Regions from separate parts of the Mus musculus genome. Here all the other regions are linked to region 3. A link is a contact called in public HiChIP or PLAC-seq data. All regions are on one chromosome and are shown on one strand. Each heading gives the region's core, a stretch centred on a gene start, on an enhancer-like site or on the middle of the called end of the contact. The rest is flanking DNA. Distances are from core to core; before and after follow the strand shown. Region 1 overlaps Gm46178 (a long non-coding RNA gene). Region 2 holds the start of D730003I15Rik (RIKEN cDNA D730003I15 gene). Region 3 holds the start of Vash2 (vasohibin 2).

Evidence for each region. HiChIP or PLAC-seq counts read pairs in DNA pulled down with a chosen protein or histone mark.
Region 1: an HNF4G HiChIP or PLAC-seq map of pancreatic cancer cells shows a contact between it and region 3. The contact joins the enhancer-like site here to the promoter of Vash2 in region 3. A contact is called at or near these places in 1 of 39 promoter capture datasets (hematopoietic stem and progenitor cells), 1 of 484 Hi-C or Micro-C datasets (bone marrow-derived macrophages), 3 of 115 datasets of contacts at active chromatin or transcription factors (the NIH/3T3 cell line, microglia and pancreatic cancer cells) and 3 of 9 other capture datasets (embryonic stem cells, liver and pancreatic islet).
Region 2: an HNF4G HiChIP or PLAC-seq map of pancreatic cancer cells shows a contact between it and region 3. The contact joins the promoter of D730003I15Rik here to the promoter of Vash2 in region 3. A contact is called at or near these places in 3 of 484 Hi-C or Micro-C datasets (all in embryonic stem cells), 3 of 115 datasets of contacts at active chromatin or transcription factors (embryonic stem cells, extraembryonic endoderm stem cells and pancreatic cancer cells) and 2 of 9 other capture datasets (adipose tissue and embryonic tail).

The regions. Positions count from the first base shown.
Region 1 is chr1:191,124,023-191,127,389 of GRCm38.p6, forward strand. Gm46178 (a long non-coding RNA gene) reads left to right here. Exons shown (of 3, transcript XR_001779634.1): 2 at 743-750; 3 at 1,297-1,306. Among named protein-coding and RNA genes, the nearest start is that of Gm46178, 4.8 kb to the left of the region's middle. Within about 2 kb of position 2,104, at least 89 of the 459 cell types and tissues checked have an H3K27ac peak or open chromatin away from gene starts, as enhancers often do. A contact at or near this core is called in bone marrow-derived macrophages, hematopoietic stem and progenitor cells, liver and 2 more, where this site is marked.
Region 2 is chr1:191,222,615-191,225,928 of GRCm38.p6, forward strand. It overlaps D730003I15Rik (RIKEN cDNA D730003I15 gene), which reads left to right and starts at 1,840. Exons shown (of 2, transcript NR_151547.1): 1 at 1,840-1,928; 2 at 2,595-3,073.
Region 3 is chr1:190,977,415-190,980,746 of GRCm38.p6, forward strand. Vash2 (vasohibin 2) reads right to left here and starts at 1,584. Exons shown (of 8, transcript NM_144879.2): 1 at 1,292-1,584; 2 at 767-1,173. The coding sequence starts at 1,042.

The DNA.
Region 1 (3,367 bases), core at 854-3,353, 150 kb after region 3:
TCAGAGACCAGTGGGCTCAGTCATGGAAAAGCCAGGAGTCCTACTGCCCCTGGCAGCACACATTTCTCATTTGTCTATGGCTCCCCAGGGAGTGGCATCTAGGGACCTTTCTGAAAGACAGTCAGGAGCAGTGCTTCTCCAGACCCGGGTGGATTACCCCTGACCTCTGCCATTCATCCCAGCTGCTGCCATGTAGGGTTTCTAAGAAAGACATGGTGGGGTGACATTTCCAGGAACTGAACTTGTTTCCTAGAGATGTCACACTCTGGAATGTTCCCAGTGGCTGTCAGGGGAATTCTGGGATGACTCAAGTGAAGACCCGAACCAGTAAAGGGTGAGCCTGAAACCACACTCTCCATCCCCCACTCTGTTAAAAGGCAGCAGCATCGAAGGCTTGAGCTCCTCATCTGACCACCAGGAAGCCTCACTAGACAAACCAGAGGCACTTTCTACCCAAAGGTGGCCTCACACCTCCAACGCTCATTTGCATATGTGGTTGGCTTTATAATGAGCTTCAGCATAGCCCTCTGACAGAATCCAGTGTGACAGATGGCAGCTACCTTTAAGACCCGATTGAGGTTCAAATTGATAGAGCATGAGAGCCAGTGTGTCAGCTGACTGGTCACCATACACAGCACAATTGTACATTGCAAGCTAGACTCAGGGTAGTGCAAAACAGGGTTGCTGAGGGTGGAAGAGACACTAGTGCAGTGGGGAGCTTGCATTCCTAGTGCAGTGGAAGTGGAAGAGGTGGGCCCCAGAGCTAGCTGACCAACCAGTACAGTCTCTTGGGATCCAGCTGGAGATTCTGTCTTAAAAAAACAAAAAACAAAAAAGGCTGGACGGTATCTGAAGATGACAACCAAAGTTGATCTCTGGCTTCTGCATGCATCCATACCCAAGTGCATCTGCAGTCACATAGCACACACACTAGTGCACACCCCCACGCACATCCACATGCCCACCCACACACCCACGTGCATCTTCAGTCACTTAACACACACACAGGCACATAACACACCCACGTGCATCTGCAATCAAATAGCACACACATATACACATGCACATACACGTGCTCACTCATACACCCATGTGAATCCGTAATCACATAGCACACAGACACAGGCACACACCCATGCACACCCATGCATGCATGCACATCTGCAATCACATAGCACACACAAGCACACTCACACAAGCAAACACATACAAGCATACACACACAAGCGCACACACACGTTCTCCCACGCAACCATGTGCATCTTCGCTTTCCCTGTGGGACCCCCTACACAGCAGAGATGAGAGTCCCACACTATCATAAACTGAGTTCTGTTCTGTGCAAACTGCGTTTACAGGAGCGCAGTATCTCCTGTGCTAAGCGGGAACAAAACCTGATGTTTTAACCCTCACCCCGAATCTGTCTGTGTTCTCCTCCCCCCTACACGGGGAGGGGTGTTGCAGTGCTCTTTCCAGAACTGCCTTCAGCAGGGAAGCAGGGAGAGTGCCCTTGCACATCACTGCAAGATGAAAGCAGGAGACAAGAAAGGCTTATGGGCCAACACTGCACTCTAAAGACCGAGCGCCAGGATGGAAAAGGACTTTGGGAGAAAAGGCAGCAGGCTCAAAGCTTTACTCTTATTTGCTTGTTTGTTTGGATATAGAGGGGGTGAAACCCGGGGCTTCATGCATGCTCAAGTTCTCTAAAAATAATCTTTAGCCCATTTCTTCTAATGCATCCTATTTGAAGGTAGATGTGCCGGGCCTTGTGGCAGAGTTTCTTCTTCTGTGGAATTGTGTAACATTTAAAACCCACAGAGATTCGAGCGAGCCCACACATGGAGGCTGCGACTGGGAAAGAGGAAGGAGCTCTGCCCCGGGCGCAGCACCCCTACTTCGAGGCGCAGTACCCCGACTCCCCGAGTGTCGAGAAGTCTGCCTGGACCGGGGCTTGCGCTGCGGCTGAGGTCTGCACCAGCACGGGCCTAGAGGGCGCGTCCGCGGGGAATGGAACAGCGGTTTCCAAGCTCTCGCCCCGTCTACAAGCTCCCCGGTCCTAGAGGTGAGGCTGGGTCGGAGATCAAGCGTAGACCGCACCCGAGAGTCTCTGGCATCGCAGCGGCCCCTGGTGGCTACCGGCGGACAAACCTAACCCAGCCAGAGCCCAGAGGGTGTGTGGCTTGGGTGCCCCAGTCCCAAGCCTCCTGGGTTGGCTTTGTGAACTCCTGTCCCCCACACCCTCCGGCCTCGAACAGGTATAGAGCTGTGAGCCAGAGCCCTGTTTGTGAGTCGTGGCCTCTGACCTGCCCAGGCCTCAGGGTGATCATTTGTGAAGAGTGTTACAGTAAGGCCCTGAGGCAGGTTTACTGCAAAGCACAGTCTGCAAAAATACTTGCAACCTTAGGAATGCAAAATCCTTGGTGATGTCATCACTCAGTAATTACCGCGGGTGGACAGCTGCGAAACTCGTGTTCCACAGGTGATGGAGGCCCTGAGACTATTGCAAAGAAGCAAAGACATCTTACTTTTCAGTTTAACAGACAATCGCAGATCTAAATATTTGTCATATCTAAATAGCTTGGTGTTATATAATCTCAACACTCCAGAGGCTGAGGCAGGAGGATCATACTTAGTTCCAGGCCTGCCCAGCCACATAATGAGACCCTGCCCCGCCCCCAAAACCCAAACAACCAACCACCACCACTACCACCACCATCAACAACAACAACCCCTGAAAACCAGGGACTGGAGAGATAGCTCAGTGGTTAAGTGCACTGTCTGGTTTCTCAGCATCCATACGGTGGCTCACAACCATCTGTAAGTCTAGCCTCTGTGGATCCAATGCCTTCGTCTGGCCTCTGCAGGCACCTGCATGCATGTGGTACATAGACATACATTCAGGCAAACACTCATACACATAAAGTAAAAAATAAATATATTTAAAGAATACCCATAAAACCAAGCACAGCAGGCATGGGAGGGAGATAAGAGGACAAAGAGGCTGGCCTGGTGTATACCTTTAATCTCAGCACGGGCAGGCACAGACAGGTGGATCTCTGAATTCCAGACCAGCATGGTCTGCATAGTGAGTTACATACATGTATGATATTGTAAAAGAATAATTTTTAAATTTATATTTATCTTATGTGCATAAGTGTTCTGCCTATGTATATGTCTGTGTATCATGCACACATGTGTACATGGTGCCTGAGATGGTCAGAAGAAAGTCTTGATCCCCTAAAACTGAAACTATGACTGGCTGTAAGCCAACATGTGGGCCCTGGGAATCAAACCTGATTCCTCTGCAAGAACACCAAGTACTCTTAACTGCCACAGACCGGGCTCAGTCGGCCTCTCTCAATCCGCAGAA
Region 2 (3,314 bases), core at 590-3,089, 250 kb after region 3:
CTACCTGGGTCTTTTTTTTTTTAAGTTGTTTTTCTGATCCCCCCCCTTTTTAATTATTTTCTTTTGTTAACATACAAAGAAATGGGTTCCATTGTGATGTGTTTATACACAGGCCCTAATACTTTCTTATTCTCCTCTTGACTGCCCTCTAAGCCTCATACCACTTACTGCTCCTCCTTCCCCTCAAACAGTCCTTCCTTCTGCACCCAGTTCTGCCTTCTTTCCTCTCCGGCTGCTTTGACTGCACTTCATCCCGAGCTCCTCCCCTTTTTGATTTAGAAGTTTAGGTTATATGTGTCTATGTCCGTATAGGTAGGTATGTGCAGGAGTGCAGTGTCTCCAGAGGCCAGAGGGTGTTGGATCCCTAGTATCTGTAAGGAGCTAATGTGCTGGAAATTGACTCTAGTCCTCTGCAGGAGCAGGTCTTTCTTGTAACTGCGGAGCCATGTCTCCAGCCTCCATAGTGTCCTCTCTGCTTTCATGTCACACATATACATGCATATACAGATTTAAATCTAGATTCTGCATATGACAGAAAGCATGCTATACTTTCCCCAAGTGTGGCTTAGGTCACTTAACACAATGATTTCCAGTTCCATCCATTTTTCCTACAGCAATTTTCATTCTTTGCTAGCAAAATTCAATTGCTGGGGCCAGAAGATGGCTCAGCAGATAAAGACTTCAATAATCCTCAGACCCGGAGTTCATTCCCTACAACCTACCTGGTGGAAGGAACGAACCAACCTGCTCTCTGATCTCCACAGATACACTGTAGCACTTGCTCCCATACTCACCCACATACATGTAAATAAATAATTTTTAAAATCCCATACATGTATACATATAGAACGCATGTTCTTTAACCATGTATCTGTTGATTGCCATCTGGGTTAGTTCTTTATTTAGCTATTGTGAATAGTGCAGCAATAAACTTGGGTGTATTGGTGTCTTTGTGATGTGCTGACTTAGAATTCCTCCGGATTTATCAATTTGTATGTGTGCGCGTGCATGTGCTTGTGCACGCGAACTGCTTAAGACCCTCTATTCCTCACAGGCCACAAGATCTCAGGCAGGTGATCTCCCCTGAATGAAAGTAAGAAAGCTCACTGCAGGTGCCTGCACCAAGAAGTGGCTGCCCTGCAGTCTTTTCCTGGGCACCTGGGGCTGCCTGGGCTTTCTCCATCTCCTGGTGGGCACAAAGATGTTTGACCACAGACTCCACGTATCGGAGCAAAACCGAAATCACAGAAGCATGATGGACAGGAGACAGGGCAGGTCACACAGGTATGGAGACTAAGGACAGGAATGGTTAGCTTCTAAATGTCCACGCTGAGGACTTCCCGTGTGTCTGGCGTGAGTAGCCAGAAGACGGACTGTGACCACCTGCCATTGTCCCACTGGGCTCCCTTCCCACAGTGCGACCTCTCCGAAACTGTTCTTGGCATGACCGTGACCACAGTGGATGGCTCAGGACTGAGAAGCAAGGCCTGCCTCGGGCAGCTCTGGCCCTAATGGGCCAGCCCAGGTCTCTTAAGCACAGCCTCTCCAGTTCCAGAAAACTCATGGGTAGGCTCCACAGGGCTGGGCCCTAGGTCAGCCAAACTTTAGCACGAAAAAAATGAAAATTCTGGAGCCAGCCCTATGGCAATGATTAAGAGCTTGACGATGGTCAGCTCTGTGACCTGGACAGCATACTTTTTGTTTGAGGTGACCGAACGGGTGCAGTGCGAGCTACGGCCCCTTTAAGACAGCGAAACTCGAACTTTCTATCCCGGCTTCTCGGCAGCGCGCTTACGTCACAGCGTTCTCCGTGAAGGGGCGGGGCTGATGACTCACGCAGTCGGGCCTCCGCCCTTCCGGGCCGCGCGCACGTGAGCGCGCCGCTCCGCCTGTCTAATTTTAGCTCTGAGGTGTCAGGGTCGTGCGAGGTGAGGCGGCGGGGTCGCAACGGGCTCGGGTGGGGTCCTCACGTGACTCCGTGAGGCGGCATGCTCAGGTGGGGGTTCCCCTCAGGACTGGGGGGCCGGAGTCACGTGAGGTGAGGCGGGTCGTGATGGGTTTGGGTAAGGGTCCCCTCGCGACGAGGATGGGGTTGCATGAGGTGAGGCGGCAAGCCCTGGTCCTCTTGGTGAGCGGGGTCTTCAGGTCACGTGAAGTGACTGCACAAGGTCTCCACAGCTCGGACACGGGACCCCTCAGGAGTGGGTCGCCAGGTTCATCTGAGGTGAGGCGTTGTGTGGGGTGTCCTCTCCGGGTCACGTAGGTGCACCCGTGGGGTCAGTCGGCAGAGCCCGGGGCAGCTGAGCCCGACTGTGTGGACAGCCCTTGCACTGCAGGTCCAGAGCGATGTCAGTCAGAGAGGTGTGGCATCTGGGTCTGTGGGCCACACCTCTTTCAACCGAAGCAAGTTCTAGAAAGTCCCCTGGTGGGTGAAACTTATCAGAGTTCAAGTTTAGGTAGTGTTGGGTTGTAATGAAAACTTGTGAAGAGCGAGAGTAAACGTGGTGGCTGACCCTGCGACCAGCTGAGGAGACCCTGGCCCGGGGTCTTACTAAGGGGCTTCCGATCTCTGTATCTTCCCTGCTGAACTCAAGATGGTTTCCTGCATGTCTGTGAGGAGTGGAGGAGGACATGTCTGTCATCCAGAGTAACCGGGTCAAGGATGTGTGGTTAGATTGGAAAGGAAGACATCTGCTTGCATCAGCTCAACTTTGAAGACAGGGGGTGCACTGACCCCCACCCTCTCTCCCATCTCACATGAGGATGACCAGAGAGGGTTGGTGTTCGAGATTTGCCATAATGTGTGGGATCAGGAACCAGATAAAAGTTTAGTGTTGAAGAAATGAATGCCAGGCACCTTGTAAAATTGGCACCGCAGCCCTGTCATCAGAAAGTGAGCTGTTCTTTTGACACACAGAGTTGTTTGCCATGTCACAGTGACCTGCATTCTGTTAGTGAGGGAGCCTCAGGTTTCACATGGGTTGTCTCTGTATAAGCTGTAAAATGATAGCCTCTGGCCTTTATGGTATTGGGAAACTTGAAGTGTTTAATGATAAAAGTGGTTTCTAATGGTTGAGTGCTTCAGTTTCTTCTTTCCAACCCCCTATCCCCACTTTTTAAAAGAAAGGTTAATCGTGGAGAATGTGACAAGAATGAGAGAATCTGGTGTGTTCTTTCGTTTGCATTCCAAAAATAAATACAACCCTTCTGAGTTCATATGCAAACATGGATGTGCAAACATTTTAGAACTTTAGTCCCTGTAATTATCCACCTCTAACCAGTTTAAAGGACCTGAAGGTTGGGCTGGAAAGATG
Region 3 (3,332 bases), core at 334-2,833:
GGGTCCAGGGAAGCCACCTCCATGGCCACACTCCAGGTTTTCATTTTATATAACACGACACTCCCACCAGAGAACATGTCTCTCTGTAACCATATCCTTGGCCACTGAGCTCAGTTGCTCCCTGGCTGCTCTCCCGAGTAAAAAAGAGAGGGTCACTTGGTGTCTCCCTTTACTCCAGAGACTAATTCATCCAGTGTCCTGGAAAGTCCCTTTAAGCCACAGCCAAATGCTTCATTGGCGCCAGATTAAGCTGGTAAGGGACAGGTCACTGTTCTCTGTAAGCTTCAGAGGTAAAAATCAAAAATCACTGTCATAAAAGGATAGGAAGAGTGTGATGATGAAGATGAAGATGGTTAGCAAAAACTCTAGGAATGATTCACACTGAGAAGTCTGGCTGATTGATTACAAATTCACTCCATAAGTCATTTGCTAGGGAGACCTGGGGGTGGGGGGGGAGGTAAAACACTCACGGAGGGCAGATAGGGTGGACCCTGGGGTTCTATGCTTTCTTGGAGTGGTTGGTGTTGACCTGGTGACATTAGCTTTTGATGAAGATATTACAGGAGCTGAATACATAATGGATTTGGCTCAGCCCAACCTCAGAGCTTAGCCAGCAAGCCCCCTGCCTGCTCCTCTTGGCAGCAGAACAGGACTCAGTAGCTGGACACGAGGTCTCTTCTCCCTGCCCTGCCAAGGATGGGCTGAGCAGGTCCCATCCCTGCCAACCCGCCCATCCCATCCCACCCTTTCCAGCGAAGCCACTGACCTTAGCCAGGAAGGCAGCGTTTCTGATGGCGCCTACCATCTCTCCCCCTCTGGGGTGGACCTTGGCAACGTGCAGCCACATCCGCTCCCAGGTGTGGCTATCGATCGGGAACCCGCTCTTGTTCACGTGGAACAGCACCCCGCCGTCTTTGTCCTCCTCCTCGGAGCCCCCGCTGGTGGCGAGGCTCACGGGCCGCGCGTGGCTGCTCCGGGATCGGGTGCCTTTGGTGATTTTGGGGTGGGGGCAGCGGTGAGTGTCGGCGGCAGAGCCGGTCATGATGAGGGGCACACGGCAAGGGGGCGGAGGACGCCGGCACGCCGGGGATCAGGGCCCCGCGGGAGGTTGGGGTGGCCTTTAACTCTCGCGGCCGTAGGACACACGAAGGGAACCCCGCTCACCGACCGGGCCTGAAAGCAGTGGAAACAGCAGACACTGCAGCTCAATAAGACAGGCATGGGGGTTCCCGCCTCGCTGCCCCAGACCCACCCTTCAGGACTAACGCGAGCTTCCAGCCCCGCCGATTACCTAGCAAGGCGGCTGGAAAGACGCCACGAAGCCTCACACCCAGCTGCACTCGGGGATGGGGAGGCATGCAAGGAGCGCGGGGTGAGGAGGGGACGGGGTAGGAAAAAGCAAGACAGCTGTGTAGCAAGAAGACTCGAGGGTCCCCTCCAGCTTCACGCATCCCTGGGTCCCCAGATGTGGTGGACTGCCACGGTCCCACAGCGAGCGGGCACGTGAGCGCCCGGGGTTGGCGCGAGGGAGCCGCAGCAGCCTCTGCTTGTTAGGGAGGCCTGGCGTCTTCCCGGAAGCCCCCCGAACCCTGGCGCGAGAGGGGCGGCTCCAGCCGGGGTTCCCGGGCAAGCGCAGCGCCGCCCCCTTCCCGCGGGTCCCGCGCGGGCACCGCGAGTGGCAGCTGCGGGCCGCCACGACGCGCGCGGGGCCCGGGGACCCACCTCGGGCCGGCCTCATTGCTGCAGAAGGCTGTTGGGGTTGAGGCGGTCGTCGCCTCATTCCATGTCCCATTCTCGAATGTTATTCTGTGACATATAACTGAGTCACCCGGGCAGCCGCCGATGTTCCGAATGCGGCCATTGGACACCGCAACAAAGAGGGGCGGGTCCCGAGCTTGGGACTCTACAACCCGGAGCTCTGCGTCTCTGCGATTGGTTCCAGGGTTCCCGGGCGGGAGGGGATACGAGTTAGGGAAGCTGGGCTGCCACGCGAAATCCGATGCTGCAGTATCCTGGGAGCCCCGCGGAGCTGGAGCGACTGTCCAGGGACTAAGATCCAGTTTCCCTCGGGCAGAGGCGCAGCAGCTAAGCTCCGGAGATGAGATAAGGAAGTAGTGGGCCTGGTGGAGCAGTGTTGGTCGAGGAGCTGGGCACAGTGACTACACAGGGCTCTGGGTGGCTCTAGGAAAGGCCAACTTTAATACTTATTTAAATTCTCCATTACAAGTTTCTCCCCAGATTAACAAGTGTGTACAGCCCTGAATCCTCTATTAGTAGATGTGGATAACAAGGTTCTTCAACCCAAGCTGCTGTGAGAGGCAATTCGAGCCCCTTCTGTTCTGTAGTCACTGTAGAGGGATGCTTGAAGCCAAGGGAGTGGCCTTCCCACAGCTTCTCCTCCTCTTCTTTGTCGTCGTCTTCCTCTTTGTCGTCTTCTCCTCCTCCTCCTCCTCCTCCTCCTCCTCCTCCTCCTCCTCCTCCTCTTCCTTCCTTCCTTCCTTCCTTCCTTCCCTTCTTCTTCTTCTTCTTCTTCTTCTTCTTCTTCTTCTTCTTCTTCTTCTTCTTCTTCTTCTTCCTTCTATCTCTCTCTCTCTCTTTCCCTCTCTCTCTCCCCCTCCCTCCCCCCCAGCCCGTGTGTGTGTGTGTGTGTGTGTGTGTGTGGTGTGTGGTGTGTGTGTGGTGTGGTGTGTGTGTGTGTGTGTGTGTGTGTGTGTGTGTGTTTATACGTGAGGCTGGAGTATTGGGTTCAGCGAGTTAAGATCACTGTCTTTAAGGAAGACCAGCACTTTGGGTTCAGCACCCGTTCTCAGCTTCAGGAGGATCACACAAGTTGGGCCTCCTGGGCACCTGCGCTCTCATGTTTGTGCTGACTCTGACATATATGCAAAGACATGTAATTTAAAAATATTAGAAATAAATATTTTTAAACCTTTTACATTTTGCATTTGTCGTGTGTAAGTGTGCAGGTGTACGGATTTGGAGAGCGTGTGTAAGTATGTAGGTGTACGTGTGGAGTGTGTGTGTGTGTGTGTGTGTGTGTGTGTGTGTGTGTCGAGATCAGAGGACAAAGTACTGGTGGCCATTCTCTCATTATACCACATAGGTTCCAGGGGTCAAACTCAGGACCTCGGGCTTGGTGACCAGCCAGTAACCACTGAGCCATCTCACCAGCCCAAAGTACCTTTTTCTTAGTGATAGTGTCTTCCTTCTTGCTTCCTCCATCCCACCCTCCCTCTCTCACTTCCTCTCTCTCTTACTTTTATTTTGAGAAAGAGCAAGCCAAAGTGGAAGAAGCCACAGACTGCTGACCCTGAGGTCCAATAAGTCTAGGT